Linked DNA regions of Zea mays: region 1 is linked to region 2. Evidence: chromatin contacts called from public Hi-C data. All regions are on one chromosome and are shown on one strand. Each heading gives the region's core, a stretch centred on a gene start, on an enhancer-like site or on the middle of the called end of the contact. The rest is flanking DNA. Distances are from core to core; before and after follow the strand shown.

The links. Hi-C and Micro-C count contacts between places; a contact is called where the count stands out from the background.
Region 1: a Hi-C map of endosperm shows a contact between it and region 2, with 2.8 times the contacts expected there. The contact joins the promoter of LOC100279461 here to the promoter of LOC100280416 in region 2. A contact is called at or near these places in 3 of 25 Hi-C or Micro-C datasets (bundle sheath, endosperm and root tip).

Annotation. Positions count from the first base shown.
Region 1 is chr3:45,415,124-45,418,873 of Zm-B73-REFERENCE-NAM-5.0, forward strand. It overlaps LOC100279461, which reads right to left and starts at 1,346. Exons shown (of 9, transcript NM_001367371.1): 1 at 1,212-1,346; 2 at 887-1,079; 3 at 522-786; 4 at 1-425. The coding sequence starts at 1,310.
Region 2 is chr3:45,015,141-45,019,454 of Zm-B73-REFERENCE-NAM-5.0, forward strand. LOC100280416 reads right to left here and starts at 2,066. Exons shown (of 1, transcript NM_001153339.2): 1 at 930-2,066. The coding sequence starts at 1,946. The coding sequence ends at 1,197.

The DNA of each region.
Region 1 (3,750 bases), core at 96-2,595, 400 kb after region 2:
CGGAGCAGACCACCAGCACGCCGCGCTGGTGCGCGTGGAGCGCGCCCAGCGCGATGGGGTCGGTGAGGAAGTCTGACTGGAACACGGAGCTCATACCGATGGAGATGGAGATGACGTCCACGCCGTCGCCCACCGCGTCGTCGATGGCCTTGAGCACGGCCGACGCGGAGCACCCGCCCAGCGAGCACGCGCGGTACACGGCCACCCGGCTCGACGGCGCCCCGCCCTTGGCCGCGCCCCGGGCGAGCCCGTAGTAGTCGGCGTCCGACACGACCGCGCCGGCCGCCGTGGACGCGGTGTGCGTGCCGTGGCCCACGGTGTCCCGCGGCGATCCGGTTGCGGCCGGCGTCGCCACGGCGCTGCTGGAGGCGTTCGATGCCGACGACTCGGGCTGGACGCCGTAGAACCGGGCGCCTATGAGCTTCCTGCGACAGGCACATGGCAGACACGCATTTCAGGGAATGTGTCACTTGTTCAGAAATTTTCTTGAGCAGATACAAAATGCCAGCCAGCATTGGTACTTGTTGCAGTTGCTCTTCTTGAAGTCGGGTCCTTCCATGCACACGCCGCGCCACCGCGCCGGCACGTCCCGCATCCCGGCGTCGTTGAAGCTCGGCGACTCCGGCCAGACGCCCGTGTCGACGATGCCCATGATGACGTCCCCCGACGCCCGTCGGCCGAGGCGGCCGGACTGGAGCCCGGACTGCACCTCCAGGAAGTCCCACGACCGCGTCGTGTGCAGCTGCAGGGCTCGGTCCTTGAACACGGACACCACCCTCTCGTGCCCTGCAAAGAACGCGACAAGTAACTAACAGGTCAGGTCGCCATCGTTGCTGGCCTTCGCACGATCACTGGCAATCGGTCGATCGGGAGTCCGTAGCCTCACCGGAGAGCGCGGCGGCCTCCTTGTCGGTGAGCGCGGCGGCGAAGCCCTCGAACGCGTGGTGGTAGCTATGCGTCAGCGCCACCCTCCCCTGCTCGTCGCTCGGGACGATGGACGACAGCATCTGCAGGTGAGCCGCCTGCACCGCCTCCGGGTCGCCGCCGCCCGACGGGCTCCCCATGTATACGACATACGACTGGATTGCCAACACCGTCGATCAAAAAGCATAATTCAGTAAGGTCCGCGGTGGAGCAATCACCACCCACAACCACAATCCTAAGCTGCCAATCAATCAAGTGCAGTGCAGCCATCCAAACAGTAGCACTACCTCTTTGGTGGTGTGGTCCGGTTCAGCTGAGCCTGAGAGGAGGGGTACCAGGAGGCGGTAGGCGAGGACGAGGACGACGAAGCGCCCGGTGTTCACCATTGACGCCCACACGAATCAGCTCGGCAGTCAAACCGGGGACGGGACACTGGTGGTAGGGACTGGTACCGGCAGCATGGGCGCAATTTGTAGCTGGAGCCGAGCCTCGCTTTTGACAGAATCGGATTCACCTGGGCTCTGACTGGCCTCTTTGGAGCAGGGGCGCATCGCATCGCTTTCGATGCGATCAATCATGGTGGATGGAAGCTTCTCCCGTGGGGATTCGCTGTCGTCCCCGTCGCGGCATGATCGCCCGCGTGTCCCTGTGAAACCCAAACCAGGTCCAGATCAGTGTCGCGGAGATCGTTCTGCTGGAGAGATTGCTTGGCCCCCACGGAGGGAATATGTGCGCGGTGCGGTCCGACGCTTCTTCACCGGTGGAAGTGAAGCTGCTTTCACTCTCCTCCTGCACTGAGCTCACTGATTCAGTGGGTTTGCTTTACTAGCCACAACAAACAAAAAGGAAATCTTTTCTTTTTCCTCTCTAATTCCTTAAAAGCTTACTGTGTGTTCAATCAGAAGTTAACATTTGGAACCAGCAACTGTATTGCCTAGCGGATAGTGCATTAATAAATGTCTAGTACAGGTTTGTTGCTGATGATGTGTAGGACAGATTCATGATACAAAAATTGCAAGGAAAGTGATGGATCGATCATAAAAGACAGAGACCTATGCCGTGTCAACTGCCGAACGTTCCAGCCTTTAAGCACATGTGTGTGTTTTTTTTAACTTGCAGCTAGCTTGATAGTGTCGGTGTCTGGTAGCCAAGCGCCAGGCAAGTCGTTTCTGAGGTAACGTATCGGATAGCCTTGGCTTTAGTGAGTGAGTGAGCCTCACTCACTTTCTGCTAGTAGCTGAACAGGCTCCCACCTTCCACAGCAAAGGGAGCTCATTTACCCCTGCCAAAAAAAACAGTCACTTCAAATTATCTATCAGTATATCGGGATCGATGGCGATGATTGCTTCTTTCCTCACCAGGCTGGATCACAGAAAAGTGAACGCGTCGATGCATCAGACAGTCAGATGATACCGCTGATGATGAAACGGTGCGGGCAAAGCGGCAAAGCAGAACCGTACTGGAGATGTGAGCTACACTAATCAGTAACCGGCACATGAGGATGAGGGTGGGAAAAAAAAAGCAGCTCCACAATGCCTCCTTGTTCTCGATGGCTTTTCTCAGTCACAAGAACCTTGCGTCCCAAACACATCGTTTTCGGTCACCGCGATCAGACATTGACAGGCAGCCCTGCTTAGTCGACTGTATTAAGTTGCATGCACCAATCAGTCAAATTTAAAAGCTTAAGCTAATAACAGGAGGTAGACAATTCACTTAGGGCTGATTTGGTAGATATGGATTACGAAGGGATCCATGGTGGAGGAATTCCTCATTAATCTTCTCGTGATCTCTGTCCACCAAATCAGCTCGTATATTATATTCTAACACTTTCCCTCCTCGTCGAGCTTCTTTTGGTCTCTGACGTGGAATATAGGAGCGATCAACAATTATTTTATTTAATTGTGATAGACATGATTCGAACTCGAGACCTCTGTCTTTAATACCATATTAAGTGGTATACACCAAATAGTACAACCTAAAAGATTAAGATGATAGTAGAATGTGGACAATTCACTTATATTATATTATAACAGACTTGTGGCGCAATCTGTTGTTGTTCATCTTTTCGCTTTGCTGCACTGAGTATCTGATTATTCTCCTTCATCCAGAAAAATAAGACCAACAGCCTCTTGTCTTGTAAGTTTAATTTGAGTTAATCAGGTAAACTGTTTCCGTGTAGCCTATATGCCATGGGATTAGGGGAAGCTGATAGTTTACATGCTGTGCTTCTCTAACTGAGATAACATCAGTTTTAGATAGACTATTTATAAAATTCCATTGGGGGGGGGGGGGGTATGTAAAGTATTGAACCATTTGGAGCAGATGATTGTTGTTCTTTTCTTGAGTATCAAGCACCATTAAAGAGAAGGGGGGGGGGGGGCTGAGGGCATTGGTCACATACCATTTACATGTACTGTAGCCAACTGAGTAAGCAAACGAAGATGCCCTTGATCAGCTTTGCACAGCAATGGAACTCCACCATTCTTGCGATTGGAAAATGGTCGGCTACTGCACCTTTCTTTCATTTTTATGCTTTTGCTTTTCAAGGCTGATGTATGCACCTTCGTATCAGTTGAAGAACACAAACCGTATGACATATGCAGGAAGCTAGGAAAACTTGCTGATGAGGAGTTGTCACACCCGTGTTTTAGGGGTCCAAAGCCCGGGCACGAACATAAACACCAGGTGTGCTGGACCAAGTCTCACACATATGATGCACAGTGACACAGGATCGAATGTCACATCTTTACTATATAACAAGAGTTCTATACAAAATAATTAAATAATTACATCATATGAGGAAACGATCCAGCAACCCAAAGTTGA
Region 2 (4,314 bases), core at 816-3,315:
AAATAATTCTAGCAACATTTAACCACATAAACTCGAAATATAACAACAATATAACGTCGATATCTTACTAAATTAAAGAAATTAAACAGGTTGGGCTTAATTGGGCCGTGTCGGCCCAAGCCCAGTCCATTTATGCGGGACATGCCGGGGCCCGACGGGTCGGAATTTGAGGTCCGGCCCAGGCCCGCCTTCGGGCCATGCTCGTGCTGGCCCGAAAAGCCCAGCCCAGATTCCCAGCACTACATGCATATTTGCATGGCCTGATGGCTGCCATTTTTGGCTGCCGTTTAACGAAACCAGAACCATGGGGCTGTTACGTGCAACTCCCCTGATCCCCTCCTGAGTAGAGAGGGCAACGGGCGCGTACCCGCTGGGTACTATGTTCCCAAACCCGTACCCGTGAAATTAAAATATACCCGCTAAGAAACCCATGCCCGCAGCCGGGTACAAGTTTTTGCCCGTACCCGTGCCCACCCGGGTACCGGGTACCCGCGGGCTACCCGTGCCCGACAAGAAAGCTAATGGGCTGGGCTGCCAACCATGTTTACTAGGCTGGGCTCATTCGGATGCTAGCCAATCGTTCCTGCACTGAGGCTCTAGATTTCATAGATAGCTAATGGGCTGGGCTGCCAACCATGTTTACTAGGCCATAAAATGAACTTTTTGTTTGTTTAATAATATTATGCCGGGTTTTAGAAACCCATGGGTTTGCGGGTATGGGTACTAGGATCCCATACCCGTACCCGCGTACCCGCTGGGTTTAGCTTATCACCCATTAAGAAACCCGTGGGTTTGGATATTAGCCCGTATCCGTCCCCTAATAGGGTAAAAACCCACCGGGTTTCGGGTTTCGGGTACCCATTGCCATCTCTACTCCTGAGTCATGAACTCCTGATTGCTGAAAAAACTGAAAGTCTCAAAAGGTAAATAGGGAACACGCAAAGGCCTTCACGTTAAGAAAGCCATCAGATTTCATTACGGAATAAGTAATTAACACTGTCATCTCCTTAACTGACTAGAATAGAAGGAACCATGCATGTAATCCTCATGGAGAAGAGATGTACTCAACTAAAAGCAGGCAGCAGCCTAATACTTCTTGCTAGTATACATCTCAAAGGCATCGGCTCAACCGACATCCGCCGTCCGATCATGTGCCATCGGACATTCGGACGGACAAAAGCTCCAATCCCAACTCATCAGATGAGCCCCGAGCTCTCCAGGGCCGGGAAGCCACACTCGCCCTCAATGGCGCGCACCAGTGCCTCCAGCTCTAGCAGCGCCGCCGAGTCCGAGCCGTCGGCCCCAGCTGCCACGGCGGCGTGCGTGTGCGTCGCGGTCCACGCGCGCGCGCCCGGGCTCCTGTCCACCGGCGCTGGCGCAGCGGCGGCGCGGTCGAGCAGGAAGAAAGCGGACGTGTCCAGTGTCGGGAGCACGCACGCGGGCGCGGCGGGCGTCCAGCTGGGCGCGGCGACGGCGGCAGCGGGGGAGGAGGAGGAGGAGGGCCCAGGGGCGGGGAGGCCGGTGATCTCCTGCACCATGCGCTGGAAGTTGGCGGGGTCGGCGGTGATGTATGTGGTCTGCGGGCGCCGCGACGGGCGCGGCTTGCGCTTGGCGACGCGGCCCCCTCTAGGTCCTCCCGCCACGGCCCGGGCGGCGGGCGGCTGGCCCGGCCTGCTGGACACCGGCGCGGGAGCTGCGTCGTGGCCGCTGGACAGGAGCTCGGAGGCGGACGAGGTCGAGGAGGACGGGGTGGACGGGGAGAAGGGCCGGGCCGCGGCGGAGCTGGCGTGGGCAGGCGCAATGGAGGCGCGGAGCGCCGAGGTGAGCGCCGAGTTCTCGAAGGCGGCCGCGGAGGTGAGGCAGCCGGGGGGCGACGAGAAGTAGCAGTGGCTGGCGCCGGCGTGGGTCCAGATTGGGTCGAGGCCGGTGCAGCGGTTTGCCGCCATGTGACGAAGGGAATGGAAGCGACTAGCGAGAGAGGGGAGGTGCAGCAGCTCGACAGCTCGCAGCTTGGAATTGGATTGGGGTGACAGGTGGTGGGGGTAGGCGTAGGCGAGGAAAGGTGAGGCGGGTAGCGGGAGGCGACGGCGGCCAGCGGGAATTTATACTGTGAGCAGCCAGCGTTGCGAGGCCGAAATGGTGGGAGCACACGGGCTGTCTACACCATCATTTTCAGTAGAATCTTTCGAAACATTAGCATAGCAGCATTTGAGAGACGCAGGTGAGCTAAAATTGGCCCTAATGTCTTGCCTCCTTGTTGTTTGTGGAACACAAGGTGTCTTTAGAAATTCTAGGGCGCGAAACAAATGATGTATTTAACTACCTCTTGATCATAGGAAGACATTCGTGATATAACCATACTTGATACTTTGGTTATATATGTATGCCGATCTAATCATTTTTTAAACTCGGTTTTAAAAAGGATTACACTTTATCTCTTATAACTCAAGACAAATTTGAATGTTGGAATAGTTCTTTCCTTTATGTTTTATGAGGACGAGTGGAGCAGAGTATAGGAGTAGGTGCACATGATTTTTTTCAAAAACAAGAAACACGAAAAAGAAAACATAAGCAGCTGATGAGGCCTCTACGTAGTAGTAGGGGTTCAGGGTGTGCGTAGCGATGGGTGCGGAAGAGGAAAGCGAAAGGAGAGGACCGGACGGTGGAGTGGGGCCCTACGGAAACCGCGTCGCTGCCGCGCTTGCGGTGGCTGCCGGCTGGCCATCCGCCCATCCCATTCCCATCACATGCGGACGCCGTGCCGTGCCGGTGGGCTGCGGCCGGCGGCCGCTGAGGTGCGGGCCCCACCTAGGTACCCGTCTGGCTGGGTCCACCGCTCGCTCATCGTCATCTCCTGTCCGCAAAGGATCCCCGCCGCCGCATGCGCCTTTTCCCGTGCGTCACTGAGGGCGCTTGCATTGCATGGAAAGCCAGCGTCGTCGACGACCACGGTCGGTCGGTCCACCGCTGCCTCGATCGGCGGGCACACTTGTTGGGTCCACCCCCTGCCACTCTTGTTGCCCAAGCTCAGCACGGGTCCCCGTGCAGGGAGTCTCCTTGTACGGAGCAGTGACCATAGTCCACAGCCAGGTCAATTTTATGCGGTTGTACTGGTACGGCCTAAACCGCAAAAGAAAGGCGCTTCTGTCGCGATCAAAAGCGAGTTGTGTGAACGCATGAGCAGCCAAATTCTGAACCCTTTTGAAATGGTCGTCGGGAGGTCCATGCAAAGCCGCGTTGTCAGAGTCGGGTGGGCCACGCCACACGTAGGCGTCTAGCCAATCGATGAGATTCCGCGCCGGTGGATCTTCAAGGCTTCAAGACAGAACTCTACTCCAGGGTAAGGATATGAATAAATAATAGTGAGTAATTATATATTAGATATGGATATATTGACATTTATTATCCATATGTACAAGTATGGATATAATAAAATATCTATAGATATTATTTTGCATATATATATCATATCTTTATATCTGTTATCTGACATGTGGGCCATTCGAATTCAATACACTATCTCCAATTTACATCTATGATATATTGATTGATGCTACTGGATTGATGAAATTGTTAAATTTTGTTAAAACTATTGTTTGGTGCTGAATGTTGATATTATTTATCAATATTCGAGTTTGATCTATTTAAAATGGTTGAGATTTGATCCGTATTCGATTTCGAGTATTCAGTATCTAATTTATATTAGTATTCTTATACTCAAAGTTGGATGTTTAAGATGTCGATAATATACATATCTGATTCGAAGAGAAAATACGAAAACAAATATGGAAAAAGCAATATCAGTCCATATCTGATTCGATTACACTCCTAGACCTAGGATCCAATTGGGCTAGGTTAGGTCACTTGATGTGGTGGTGTCCCAGCCACGCCACATCCCATGTTAAAATGGATCGACGGAGGTTGCGAAACGATGGGTCAATTTCGAGATGAACCGACCTGGCTCTCCCTTTTTACATCTAGCCTTCCTTCTTCTAAAAGGACTTTTGTTTTAGGGGCAAATATATATCTAAAATAAAGTTTTTTTAAACAAATAGAGGGAGTGCTTGTTGAATTTAAATGGGCTAGCCCATCTAATTTAATTAATATTTCGTGAGCTATAATAATACTAGAGTCTTACCCGCATTGCTAGTGGGAAAACTTAACAAACTAGAAAAGTGGACTTAGTATATACCTTCTGTGAAGTTCAAAGATTGATGATCATCAATATTATTGGAGTGACTCCCTCTAATGTGGTTTTTACGATGTTCTAAATGAGAGCTTAGCATATAATACCAATTAGTGTGTGAATCACCT